3 separate regions of the Mus musculus genome follow, and regions 2 and 3 are each linked to region 1. Evidence: chromatin contacts called from public HiChIP or PLAC-seq data. All regions are on one chromosome and are shown on one strand. Each heading gives the region's core, a stretch centred on a gene start, on an enhancer-like site or on the middle of the called end of the contact. The rest is flanking DNA. Distances are from core to core; before and after follow the strand shown.

Region 1 (4,553 bases), core at 741-3,240:
AGCCAACATGGAAAAGAAAACACCAGTAAAACATTTCCTTGACCAAAATACACACTCCACCCTTCAGCCACTTCCTCACGCAGGCACGCGGACAGAGAAGCGTTCACCCTCCCTCATCTGCTTCCCTAGTCACCATAGCTAATTAGAGAGAGGCACACACATATCAAAGAAAGACAGTGGCAATGGTTGCTATGGACACAGACAAACATTTTGTCATCCTACCCTATGGAAGCATCATGGAAATTGATCCTATTCTTTGGAAACATGTTTTCGGAGCATTATATAATATAAGGCAGCTCTAAAATATGTCTAGAGAGTAAGTCAGGTCAAATGAAAAATAAAAACATACAGAAAAAATGGAGAGAAGCGGGTGCTTTAAAAAAATACAATGTCAATATTTCCAATATTTACATGTGATTCACGATGGTTCCCACTATCCTGAGGTAGACTCACGTTGCTCTGCCAGATCCCCACTGTCCAGCCCCAGGGCTCTTTTCTCCTTGCTGAACTGAACCTCTGTGCCCACATTCTCCTTTCCCTCCTCCGATCTCTCACAATCACCATGATACATTCTTTTCTACAATTTCCCTTACTCTATCCATATGCTTCAAATAAGTGAAATCACAGAGTATTTATAATCACATAGTATTTGTAATTGGCTTATTTTGCTCAGGTCTATCTTCCCTCTGCCCATACGTGCCCCCCCCCCCCAAGGACAGGATTTCCGTTTTCTAAAGGTTGATTGGGGCTCTCAGTATCACAGTGAATATGTAGAACACACAGTTTATCCTGTCTTTGCAGGTGGACATGAGTCACTCCCACCTTCTGACTGTTTGATTCACGCTGCTATAATATACAGATCTCTCTTTGATAGCTATCCAGGCTTTGGATGCCTATGCCAAAAAGGGAAACATAATATCATACATTAATATTTTCTTTTCTTTTTTTATTTTTGGAAACAACCATGCTGTTGCCCTGAGCAAGATCTCCATAATAATTTTTATTTTTCTTGTTTGCACATTCACTCACTCATTCATTTAGTCAGTTTGCAGTAATTGGGATTGAATCCTTTTTTTCTTGTTTGCATGTTCAGTCAGTCAGTCAGTTAGTCAGCCAGTCAATCAGTCAGTTTAAAGTACCAGGGATTGGACTCGGGGATTCCCACATCTTAGCACGTACTCAACCACTAACCTATGTTCCCTAGACTTTTTTCTATTTTCCACTTTGAGTCAGAGTCTCACCAAGTTGTCCAGGCTGACCTGGAACTTATCATCCTCCTCCTCAGCCTCTCAAACAGCAGCAATGACAGAAATACTCCACCAGGCCAGATATGATTTTGTTTTATTATGGAAGCCAAACTAGTGAGTATGAGCCCACATTCCCTTGACATTCCATGATGTTTGCCATGATCTTTTAGGCTAGCATTCTCTGATTACCAAAAAACCTCTAGAGAAATGTCTGTTTAAGTCCTTTGCCTATTTTCCCATCTGGATAGTATTGATTAGTGTTATATTGTTACAATTATTGTTATATAGTCTGAACATCGATGCCCTGATGATATGCCCTTGACACAGAAGCATAGCAACTATTCACCTTTTAAATATTCTATCCTAAGCATTTTTCTTCTTGAATAACTATTATTATAATGTTAAATCAGTACTCTTAATAAAATCACAACTTAGAGATTTCTTTACAAAAGCTGATAAGATTTACCAACATCATTAAGGCAAGAAAATAAACAGGAGTCCTTCTCTCCCCAGTGAGGCCATGGTGTTTACACAGTCGCTGGAGAGCAGTGTGGTAAACCCTTGGGAAGCCTGGGGGATTATTTCGGACCAGATTAAATGCCCCTTGCAAGACAGTCTTCCAGAAGAAAAAAAAAAGCATGCGAGATAAGGGTCATTTCTGTGAGCGATAGGGGAGTCTGTCTAAACGCAGGCCTTGCCAAGGGGTAATTCACTCTCTAAATATTTTTCACACAGACTCACAGTGACTCACGGATCTGGGAGCAGGGAGAAGGAAAAAATCTGGAGAAGCTTAACAGACGTACCTTTTTCATATTTCTGAGCTGAGCTGGTAAACCTGACATGTTTGCCTATGTGGGCGTTTGATTCTATGAAAGATATTTTTGTTTTATGAAGCGGGGGTAATGGGGATGGGTACCTTATTTCTAATGAATATGACACCCACTATATCTAACATCATATATATTTCCTTAAGAGAAGAAATGAACTACAGATTTATAATTGCAGTCCTTCTTTTTTGCATTTTGGACACAGATTCTCACTATATAACCTAGAATTCATTGTAGAGAGCAGTCTGGCTTTGAGCTTGTGGCCATCCTCCTGCTTCAGCCTCCTGAGGACTCGTAAGTCCAGCTGTAATCAGTTTTTCAACACTTGAGTTCTGTGTTGCTCTCTTTTCAGTTGATGAAGGTAAGAGGGTTGTCTTGAACCGTTGCTTCATTTCTCTTGAGCTGTGGTCCATGGTACTGGTGTCTCCCATTAGCTGGCTGAGTTCTGTCCAGTTAGACATCAAGAACAGATGAGCCTCTCCTCACCTACTGTTGGTAGACCCTGGCCCATGAATGCTGGGGGCTTAGGAACTAGAACAACAGGCTTGGGAGTTTGCATCTCATCTTGAGAGGTAGAGACCAGGATTTAGATGCCCGATGTCTATAGCTGTAGACACTTTGGTTGGAAGCTCTGTGTTCTAGGCTTTGACCACCAGTAGCCACAGCACTTGGCAGCTATTGTAATCCTTGGCTTCCAACAGCAATGGCAACAGCAGGAAATAGGAGATGGTACCTGCTAATATTATAGCTCCTGAATGGGTCGCACCTGTTGAGACCCTCAGCTCCTATAGTGGCTAGGGCCACAGCTCTCAAGCCTAGATTTTTGGAATCATTTGGGCCATCATTATATGATAACAGGTAAGGAACCAAAATATAAAATAAGCATCACAATGACACCTTAATCCCTTTGTAAGACTCCCCACTTCCCATTGCTCCTCAGGTGATATGTGTGTGTGTGTGTGTGTGTGTGTGTGTGTGTGTGTGTGTATCATACACAACTTTGATCATCAGAAAAAAAAACTTGAAACTATATCTGTTATCAAAATACCTCCCACCCCCCAAATTCTAACATGTATCCAACACTTTGTATGTCCTGAGTAGTTTATAGTGTGGGTCTTTGGCTTGGAGTTTTAGGTAAGACATCCAAGATCATATAAGGGGCAGGACTCAAGTGCTTACTTTTTGTCAGACACTAATTGCATAGATGAATTTGCCCCCCAAGAAAACTGACAGGTAATTATTTTTATTCCCAATCTACAAGTGAGGGAATTGAAGTTCAGAGGGTTTGAACAGCTCCTCAAGGTTACGGTTCTGTTGTAAATCATAGTCAGACCTGGAGATTTCAAAGCTGAGCCTTCTCTTCCATTCTATGGTGTTAATTTGATAGGGCCCAACAGACAGGACAACAAACAAAATTATTGTCCTTCTGTTTTGAAGGCTGAAACGTTAAGGTTGAGTGTAACGTGGGAGCTTAGTTTCACCTGAAGCCCCTCACATTGTTAAACAGGAAGCCCCTCAATACCCTTACACGGCCTCTCCTCTCTGCCCACACATTTGTCAAATAAATCTTAATTTAACCATAATTATATCTTTAAAGATCCTATCTCAATTTTATCATACTTTTAAGTGCTGGGCATTGAGACTTCAACACACAAAGTTGATAAGGAGAAAGTCATGTCCTAATAACCTCCTATGAAAGTCATAATGCAGCTCTCTTATAGATTATCTTTTAGTTCAGGCTGCTACCTGTCCCAAGGACTATAAGCTTCCTAATCTATGTGTGAGTAGAATTCCAACATGCTTCCCTCATTGTAGAAAGAGTAATTTGAAATGGATGAAACTACAGGCAGGAAGGTATCAAAGATGGTGTGACTGGGCACAAAAGATAATGGTCATGTGTAACTTTAATTTTTTCAAAGTCTACTTTTAATGGTAGTTCTTAAATGCTTTAACCTTCCTTTTAGCCCACTACTCACCACAGGTAGTAGAAAAGAAAGGATATGAGGGAAGTGAACCTGTTTAGAAAGGTTCTTTGGAGCAACTCCCATCTGGGTTGTCTGGAAATTGGTAGTTCAAATCTCAGGACAACAGCAGCAGCTTGATCCACTCACAAACATTTCAAGGATATATCAGCAGTCCAGTTGGGTAGACTCGGGATAACAAACACAAATCAGCAGCAGTGACACTGCCTAGCAGAGACAGCCAAGCCTCAGCCTCAGCAGGAGTCAGCAGAAGGGACCAGAAGGAACGCCAGAAGTTCTCAGCTGTGCCTCTCTCAGAAATGAAGATCAGCAAAGACATGAGACCAACAACCGTTGCACAGCAAGGTTAGCTGAGCCTCTGTCACTGTCTGTCAAGTCCTTTCTAAACTCGCTCCAAAACATCATGTGTCCTCCACAGGTCTTACCTCAGCATGTGTCTTGTCTCAGCACGTGAATTTGTCTCAGCTGACATTATTCTGCCAATCAACAATCAGCCC
Region 2 (4,553 bases), core at 887-3,386, 220 kb before region 1:
TTCCTTCCTTCCTTCCTTCCTTCCTTCCTTCCTTCCTCCCTCTCTAACTCCCTCCCTCCCTCCCCCCTCTTTCTTTCTTTCTTTCTTTCTTTCTTTCTTTCTTTCTTTCTTTCTTTCTTTCTTTCTCTCTTTCATAGTTTCAATTATCATTTGGTCTTAAGTTCTCTTGCGACTGGTAAGCTGTAACATTTACTTTATAATTACTACATTATTTAATTAAAAACACATTTTTCTTATATACATTGTAAGAGCCATACCTAGACTCTTCATATATAATTTTGCTTCTCATTAATATTGTGTTTTTCTGCTTATGTTAGTGCTTATGCTCACCATTTTTCTTTCCATGTAAAACAGAGATCATTTAGAAATATAAAAGTCCACAATCCTGGGTTATGAATGCAATGAGCAGAGTTACTGTAATTCTGCCTTTTACCTTCTCAGTGTCTTCTGAGAGCTTCTCATAGACTTGACAAAGCCACTCTTCACATTAGGAGAAAATGATGAAATCTAAAAGCACAGGAGGTGGTCCAGAGATTCGAAAGCCCAGGAGGCCCACAGAGTCAGCTGACTCGCCCCACACTGCCAAGGACAGACTCACTCTTCTTCAGCCCTCTTCTCTGGGCTCATCTGAGTAAGTTCTCTGGGGATCTTTTATGTGATTCCATTGCTAAGAGGAGGAAGAATTTTTGGCTTAGAAACCACACGAATGGGCCAACTCACTGCCTGCGAGGTAGTGCTCATTATACAAAACTCTAAAATGTTCTTTTCGCCTAGATCAGCTGGGCTAAGTAATTTCAGATGGAACTGAGCACGGCCATTAGAGTTATAGTCAGGCTGAAGAATGCAAACAAATCACTTATCAGAATATTGTTTGTAAGAAGGATCAGGTGGCACCCAACAGCCCACCAATTCCACTCTGTACCCCGTGGGTTTTGTTGGCTTAGCCAGCCTCTTCATGAGGAATGTTGGTTTCTTAGTATAGACTTGGCATTTTTTTTTTATGTGTAGAAAAACATATGGCTATTTTAGATAATTGTGCTTGGTGCTGGTAATATTGTCACCTACTTCTCTTGTTACACATTCCAAAAGTATTGCCATATATGTGTCTCAAAGGAAGCTTAGCAAATCACAAGTGAATATTATATAGAGAATATTTCATATCTCTCTCTCTCTCACACACACACACTTCTTGGGTAAAGTACAAAATATCTTCTGTCATCAAGGATTCATTTGTTCACTGTTGTTTCTTGATTGGTAGAGGAAGTCCTGTTAGTGTGTTTTAACAGAGGTTAGCATCTTGAGCTCAACACAAGATGGAGAAGGACAGTGAATGGGTCCAGCAAGGCAATAGTAGGTTCCTGACTCGAAGATAAAAGTCCTTCTGTGTTGAAATGTATGTTTCTTGAACTTCAAAATGCATACTTGTGACCCGAGAATCTTACTGGCATTCGGGTTATGTTTTAGGAAGATGGGATGAGACCTGAGAAGATGAATTACTGTCAGGCTCTAGGTGATGCTGAGGGATGGAACTGGTTTGGAATAGCAAAGTTACAGTTCCTTTCTTTGGTCTCAAGACTTGTCAGGGATGAGCGTCTAGGTTGTATTGTGTACAGCAGCATTTCTTGCATACCTAGAGGAGAGGTGCCTTGCTCTCTTCCTTTCTTCCCCAAGCAAGAACAGCACAGAAGCAGCAGCAATTGCCAGAAATGGGTCGGCAGTATTCTAAAGGAGTAAATGGCAGCTGGCAGTTGGCCTAAGTGGCCCATGGACAGATTAGAGATTGATGGCCTGAACTTGAGGAAGCAGAGACCAACTGACTCAGGAAAGTACATAAACTACCACCACCTTGGAGGATTCCCAGGGAAAGAGGCTGAGACCCAGCTTGTTTGATAAATGGAGTCTTGAGTTGCCATAAATAATAGAAAAAATGACCTTTCTTATTTATGTTTACAGGCTGGGGAAACCTGGACTTATGGCGAATGAGTCAGGCTGTGTGTGTATGTGTGTTGGGAGTTGCTGTGTTGACTGGCGTTTGCAATTAGCTGGTGATTATTGACCATCCTGAATGCAGTAGGATCTCTCCAGTAGTAGCAACCAATGGTCTTATGAATCGACACAGCACAAAAATGTCTTCGTCTGCGCATTGGCTGCTGACTTCATTCTTGCTTCCTGGCATTCCTGGAAATGGCCTTAAAGCAGAAGAATGTTGAGGGATGAATCATCTTCTTGTCTCCTGCAGAGGAAAGCCAACATTTACCTTCCCTTCCTACGCAATTGTGTTCTTGAATCTACAAGGCAGAATGTTGACAGGTTGACTTGAGACCAATGAATCAACAGGGAAATTACTGAATGAACGAATCTATAAAGTGAAATAGAGGTTTTGTCAGCACCATCCAGGCAGCAGATGGATGGAATTCAAGAAGGGACAGTGCTGAGACCTGACTGCACATTTTTCTTTTCTGAGTATTAATGATGGAGAGTAGTTTAATCTGTGAACTCTCTCTCTCTCTCTCTCTCTCTCTCTCTCTCTCCAAGAACCACATAAACAAAAAAATCTTGGGCCGAGGCAATGGCTCTGCTAGTAAAGTGCTTAATTTGCAGAGGACCAGAGTTAATCCTGAGCAACTCATGTAGACAAAGTTGAGTGTGGTGGTGGTAGGTGATTCTAGTGTTGGGGAAACAGAGACAGGTAGATCCTGGGCTTCACCAGCCAGTCAGCTTAGCCTACTTGGTGAATTATGGATCACGTGAGAGACTTTGCCTCAAAACCAACTAACCAACCAATCAATCAACCAACCAACCAACCAAACAACCAAACAACCGTCCCTCCTCCCAAGGTGAATAACACCCAAGGAATAACAGCCAAGGTACACCCACACTCATAGGTACATGGCATGCACACTAAAAAAAGAAAAGATTCCTTGATAAATGTCGGTTGGGAAGAGTATTTAGAATAGACTGATATAGGTGCCAAGTCTCTAGATAGGGAGGGGAGCCCAGTGAGAGATAAGGTAACGGTTAGCTGGAGTATGGACAAGAGATTCTCTATTAAAGACAAATACAAATGGGATTGTTACCACTACCACCACCCCCATATAGATGCCTATGTAGTATCTGCTGTGTGCTAGCTACTGATCTATGGGCCTTCAGTGAGGAAACCTTGTGTCAGGATTATGGACATACTCTCTCCAGAGCTTTGAATGTCCAAGGTACAGTAGCTTAGTAGCTCTATCCCTTCCCTCAGCATAAAAACGCAGTAAATTTTTATTTACTGAATAGACAGGGGGTGAAGAGATATGTTGTTACTTATTTTTACTTTCTTATTTCTTCTGGTAATTTACAACTTTATCAAGTATAGGTATTGATTGCTGGCTGGCTGGATGAATTTAGAGGTGGGTCTTGCTGTATTTCCTAAGAAGGCCTTGAACTTCTGGGCTCAAATGTCTCTCTAACCTCAGTCTCTTGAGTCGCTGGGACTAGAGGCATGTGCCACTGAATTAAATCTAGCTTAGATCAAATCAAGGGGAAAAGAGTTTCTGAAGTCGACACTAAGTAAAGGTGGTTTTGAAGAAGAGAGAAAGGAGGGTCTGGAGAGAGCTCAGTGGTTAAGAGCACTGGTTGATGTTCCAGAGGTCCTGAGTTCAATTCTCACAGCCCACATGACAGCTTTAACCATCTATAACGGGATCCAGTGCCTTCTTCTGCTGTGTGGATGTGCATGCAGACAAAGCACCCACATACACAAAATACATGCATGAATACATTTCTTTCCTTTTAAGGAAAGAGAAGTTTTAATTTCTTTTGTGAAGTTTGGTGACATTTTTCACCTTTAAAAATGTGTGTGTGTGTGTGTGTGTGTGTGTGTATGCCTATGCATATGCATGTATATGAGTGCATGTGCATGCACATGTGTGTGCATGTGTGTGGGAGCATGTGTGTGTATGTGTCAGTGTGTGTGTGTCAGTGTGTGTGTGTAGGACAGACATCAGTGTTGGGTGCCTTTCCTCAATTCACTTTTGGTTCTTGAGACAGAGCCTCCCACTGAGCCTGAAGGGTATCGGTTTGGCTAGGCTGGCTGACAAATGAATGTCCAGGCTCTGCCCGACTCTCTGCTCTCAGTGCTGGAGTTAGAGATGTGAACCACCACACCTGGCTTTTTCACGTGTGTGCTGGGCTCCAACCTGGGTCTTCACATTGCACAGCAGGTACTTTATCAACACGCCCATGTGGCAAGCAGTTTTGAGTTTTACACTGAGCTCTGTGGTGTGGTCCGACAGGAATTCCCTTGGTTTTACAGTTGCCCCACCCCCTCCACCTGCCCCAGCTAGTTCATTAAAGCACAAATGAAATCTAGAAATGTGCATGGATCAACTGAACTCTTGACCCAATATTTATTGAAAATGAATCAATTTTTCCTTTGCCAGCTGCTGGTCAACCTGTCTCACCAGGAGCTACTCACTGAAAGCAAGCCATGTCAGAAACCATTGTCAACACTATTCTATTCCTTTGCTGATCCTTGGTCTCAGCCCACTGGAGATATTGCCTTTAGTCTT
Region 3 (4,553 bases), core at 924-3,423, 160 kb before region 1:
ATATAATCTTATGCTCCAAGAGTCAAATCAGGCCTCAGTTCCACCAGGAAGGCGTATCGTAGATTCAGCCAGGGACTCTCTGTTTACTATGACTCAGGAGACAGAGTGCCTTAGTGACCAGTGCTCAGCCTGGTCAAGAGTTTAACCTACACGAATCTAAGCTTACCAACTGTGAGTCATGTAACTAATCGTTCTATTCCTTAGGAAGTACTCACTAAATGATGGCTGTGGCTTCTATTGTCTCCAGCAGCTTGTTTTCTCCTTGTAAATGTTCATCTCACCCCATCCCAGGAATCTCTGCGAAGAGTTCTGGGTGCGCCTGGTCTTCACTAATCTCTTTCTTTAAAGTCTGCTAAAGAAGAGTCTGAGTGAGGAAGGAGGCCCTGGAATTACTCCTGTCTCTTCCTTGCAACCACATTCTTAGCTAAGTTTCTTGAGGGTGAGGCAAGGGCACGGAGACTCATTCTTCTTGTTATTTGGTTCTCTGTCCCTTGTGGATTTCTCCTGATCCTCTCTCTGTTCCTCTTTATGAACTAACCTTGGTAACTCCACGTTTATGTGACCTGAAATGCCATTCATCCCTTTGCTGTGTGGCTATGTCTTATGAATTAGAACATGTCCCAGTGAAGGGAGGAGGAGAGTGTCTCATACTCCAGAAGGACCTTGGTTTGGTTTCTACTGCTGTGAAAAGCACCATGACAAAGCATCTTGTCGAGCAGAGGGTTTATTTCAGTTTACAGTCGTAGTCTATCAGTCAGCTAAGTGAGGGCAGGAATTTAAGGCAGGAACCTAGAGGCAAAAACTGAAGCAGAAGTCATGGAAGAGTGTTGCTTACCGAATTGTTCCTCCTGGCTTGCTTTCTTAGACATCTCAGGACCATCAGCCCAGGGATGGCACCATTTACAATGGACTGGAACTTTCTTATACCAATCACCAGTCAAGAAAACGCCTCTCAGGATTGTTCACAGGCCACTCTTATGGAGCATTTTCTCAATTGCAGTTCCCTCTTCTCAAATGATTCTAGTATTGTATCGAGTTGACAAAAAACAAACCAGTGTAGAAAAGTAAGAAACTTTACAGGGTCCAGAAAGCTAACAGAAGTTACAGGGCTCAGGAGGCTTAGACAGCTACACGATTCACAAGGTTTGTCCCCAACTTTATATAATCCGTAAACAATCTAGGAAAGAGGGGACTGGGGAAGGGAAGGCTAGGGAATGGAGACTCTTTAGGGAAACTGCTTGCAAGTTGGACAAGGAGTGCCCATGATACAGCTCTAACATCATCTGAGAAAACTGAAACAGTCATTTTTATTGCTGTGTAGAACTTAAACAAACAAAATTGTGTTTGTGTGTTAAAACCGTTTACAAGGTGAATTCCAGGACAGTAAGGGATATACAGAGAAACCCTGTCTTGAAACAAACAAACAAACAAACAAACAAGAAATATAATAGATTGCATTTTAATATGAGGTGATTCTAGTTACAGGCAAGTGGGAGGTGATAGAACCCTTTCTTCCCTAGCTCGTGGCCGACGTCTGTCCATCTCAGAACACGGGGAGAGTTGAGAAGTTACAAGTAGTTTGCTATATGACTGAGTCCATGAGCCTGGAATTAGATATTATCTGAGGCTGTGTCCTAGCCCAATCAATGTGGGACTTGGGGAAGGGACAAATCCTAGCCTACAGAAGAAAAGGACAGGAATTTATTGACTCCTGATTGGGAGATTTTTAAGCCAGTTTGTTCCCAATCAGTACACCATTCAGTTTTGCCTTTTCTCTAAGACACCGTCCCTTTCTATAGAACTGTAAATTAGGAACTGCTTCATTTTCACTTGTCTCCTGAATTTATTCTCATCTTATTTCCAACAGGGAGAGACATCAATGCAAATGCTTTTCCCCAATCCTAAGGTTTTCAATATAAAAGATGGAACATAGCCACCAGTGATGACTACTTTCCTACTGCTACATATAATAGTTTTGTTATTTATACTAAAACCACAATGAACTTTCAGAGTGTTTTAACTAACTCAAGACTCAAGGGAAAAAGGAAAAAAAACCAAAACACTTTTCAATTTAAAGTGACAATTCCTTGTTTTCAGTCAGGATGTTTCCTCTAAGAGGTCACAAGGCTCTTACTCAGTGGTTGTGTGGGCAGCTTGGGTCATAGGGCAGGGTCCCTCCCACACCGGGAAAAGCAAGCCCATTATTTTTGGCTCTGTGTCTAAGAATATGGATCTTCATGAGCTCAACACAAGGAAAACACTTTTCATTTAATGGTAGCTATGGACACGGCCCTTGTCTCTCTGAAGACAGCTCTGCCTAGCCTGTTTTGAGCCTGATGTTTTTCTACGTAGCTAGCCTATGAAGGCTGAGATGGAGAGGTAATGGGTGAGTGATGGGTGATGTAGGTGGAAGGCAAAGACACCACACAAAACCAAATCTGGTTATCATGACGCTCTGAGAGTCCTGGGAAGCAGCTCCAGGTGTCGTTGGTGCAGAACCTGCGACAAGTGCATCTGACACCAGCACCATGTCAGTATCCTTTACAAAGAGTCAATACATATTTCTCTAACTTGCTTTGATTTATTCACAGGACACAGGACTTGATGTGCAACAAAGATAAAGATACAGGATTTGATGTGCAACAAAGAGACTCATTTCTGGATCAGCTCTTTTAAACCTGAACTGATCAAAATCCAGTCAATTCATTTTCTTTCTTAGTGCATTAGAAAAGAAAGAAAGGAAGGAATATCCACACTGTGGCCCTCACTTAAATCTGTCCTATTCATTTCTTACCTAGAACATCAAGCATGTGATCCAAAGTTTGTGAGGTTTGTCAGTTTACACCTACCTCTGGCATGAACACAGAAATGTATAGGGCTGGTGAGGTGGTTCAGTGGACAAAGGCACTTGCTATCAAGCCAAAGGGCTTGAATTAAACCCCAGGATCTACATGGTAGACAGAACTGACTCCCATAAGCTATCCTTTTGTCCCTGACACATATATCCCCCCCTCTCTTTCTCTCTCTCTCTTTCTCTCTCTCTCTCTCCCTCTCATACACACACACACACACACACACACACACACCATCTTGCCACTCTGCCCTTCCCCCTCTCTTTCTAGCTTTGTTTCTAAGCTTACTAAAACTTCCAGAGAATTCAGCAAGTCATTCATCCTCAGCTAACCCAGAGGGCATAGAATGATACCAAAAGGACTTGCAAGATAAAAATACACACACACACACACACACACACACACACACACACACACACACACCTGCTGGCCATCAGCTTAAGAAGCCATTATGAATGGCTTTGCTCCTCTCATAGTCCCTTCTATAGATGTCATAGACTCAGAGAAAATTCATAGGTGGCCAGGCTTGTGGTAAGCACTTCACCTACTAAGCTGTTTCAATGGTCCTTTACTGATTTTTGAAATGTTTAGTGTGTTTACACTTAAAGGGGCTTTACTTAAGGCTCTAAATCAATTTGGAATGTATTTATCAGGAGCCTCTTAAACACAACAATGTAATGTTCTCTTGGCTTATCCTGCATCTGGAATCCTTGCCCAGGATGCCTGTGTAGGCATCAGGTTTGGCCGAATGCTGAACATTTCACTTCTGCTGTCCATCTGATAAGGGAAGATTAGGAGCAGTTCTTGGTCTTTCCTTACATTGTCCAGAAGAGTCTGGAGATAGCCAGAGAGTCTTTTATCAAGACTGAACCTTATCAGCCACCCACGAATAACAGGACTGATCACTATCTGAATTCCTGAATTCTGTCTTCCAGAGAGAGAAGAGGGTAGAAGGAAGAGGGCTGGGAATAAGGAACTCCTAGGGACAGTGACTCTTATCGCGATGATCCTCTGTCGTAAGGATGGTGCCTGGTATACCACAGGACATCTTAGATATTTGTCAAATAGAGTAAAGAAAAGCCTTGGAGATGATTCAGTTGATAGAGTGCTTGCTACAAACTCGTGAGGATCAGAGTTTGAGCCACTACATCCCTGTAAAATGCCTGGTGGGGAGGTGCATTCATGCACAAATCCCTGTGCTAGAGAGGTGGAGATAAAAGCTTTCCCTGAGCTGCTGGCCAGCTGGCTTGCTGAGTTGGTGAGTTCCAGGTTTGGATGAAAAGCTGACTCAATAAGTGAATGAGAAAGGTAGGCGATGTCAATCTCCGGCCTCCTCCACACACGTGTACAGACATGGACCTGAACACACTCATACACAAACATATACATGCTCACAGAGGTATAAATAAAGTCTTTACAACAATAATGGGAGGGGTGAACTGATCATTTGAAATTATGGCAATGGAAGAATGGATCTTGAACCTAAATCTCCATTTTTACCATGTTAAATGATATAATAAAAACTTCCCTCTGCACAAAAATCCAAGATATTTCAAAACACCTTCAGTGAGTCTCTTCCTTTTTCTCTCTGCCTCTCTCTCTCCCTCCCTCCCTCCCTCCCTCCTTCCTTCCTTCCTTCCTTCCTTCCTTCCTTCCTTCCTTCCTTCCTTCCTTTCTTCCTTCCCTTCTATCTTTTTCTGT

The links. HiChIP or PLAC-seq counts read pairs in DNA pulled down with a chosen protein or histone mark.
Region 2: an H3K27ac HiChIP or PLAC-seq map of the NIH/3T3 cell line shows a contact between it and region 1, with 4 times the contacts expected there. The contact joins two enhancer-like sites. A contact is called at or near these places in 1 of 15 datasets of contacts at CTCF or cohesin (the NIH/3T3 cell line) and 3 of 115 datasets of contacts at active chromatin or transcription factors (the NIH/3T3 cell line, embryonic stem cells and fibro-adipogenic progenitors).
Region 3: a contact with region 1 is called in an H3K27ac HiChIP or PLAC-seq map of the NIH/3T3 cell line, with 4 times the contacts expected there. The contact joins two enhancer-like sites. A contact is called at or near these places in 1 of 15 datasets of contacts at CTCF or cohesin (the NIH/3T3 cell line), 4 of 484 Hi-C or Micro-C datasets (the C2C12 cell line and embryonic fibroblasts) and 4 of 115 datasets of contacts at active chromatin or transcription factors (the NIH/3T3 cell line, embryonic fibroblasts, embryonic stem cells and 1 more).

What each region holds. Positions count from the first base shown.
Region 1 is chr1:71,753,033-71,757,585 of GRCm38.p6, reverse strand. No RefSeq gene overlaps it. Among named protein-coding and RNA genes, the nearest start is that of Gm39660, 14 kb to the right of the region's middle. Within about 2 kb of position 1,990, at least 32 of the 459 cell types and tissues checked have an H3K27ac peak or open chromatin away from gene starts, as enhancers often do. A contact at or near this core is called in the C2C12 cell line, the NIH/3T3 cell line and embryonic fibroblasts, where this site is marked.
Region 2 is chr1:71,968,229-71,972,781 of GRCm38.p6, reverse strand. All of the region lies in intron 1 of 4933417E11Rik (RIKEN cDNA 4933417E11 gene), which reads left to right. Among named protein-coding and RNA genes, the nearest start is that of 4933417E11Rik, 35 kb to the left of the region's middle. Within about 2 kb of position 2,136, at least 17 of the 459 cell types and tissues checked have an H3K27ac peak or open chromatin away from gene starts, as enhancers often do. A contact at or near this core is called in the NIH/3T3 cell line, where this site is marked.
Region 3 is chr1:71,914,796-71,919,348 of GRCm38.p6, reverse strand. No RefSeq gene overlaps it. Among named protein-coding and RNA genes, the nearest start is that of Gm28818, 18 kb to the right of the region's middle. Within about 2 kb of position 2,173, at least 26 of the 459 cell types and tissues checked have an H3K27ac peak or open chromatin away from gene starts, as enhancers often do. A contact at or near this core is called in the C2C12 cell line, the NIH/3T3 cell line and embryonic fibroblasts, where this site is marked.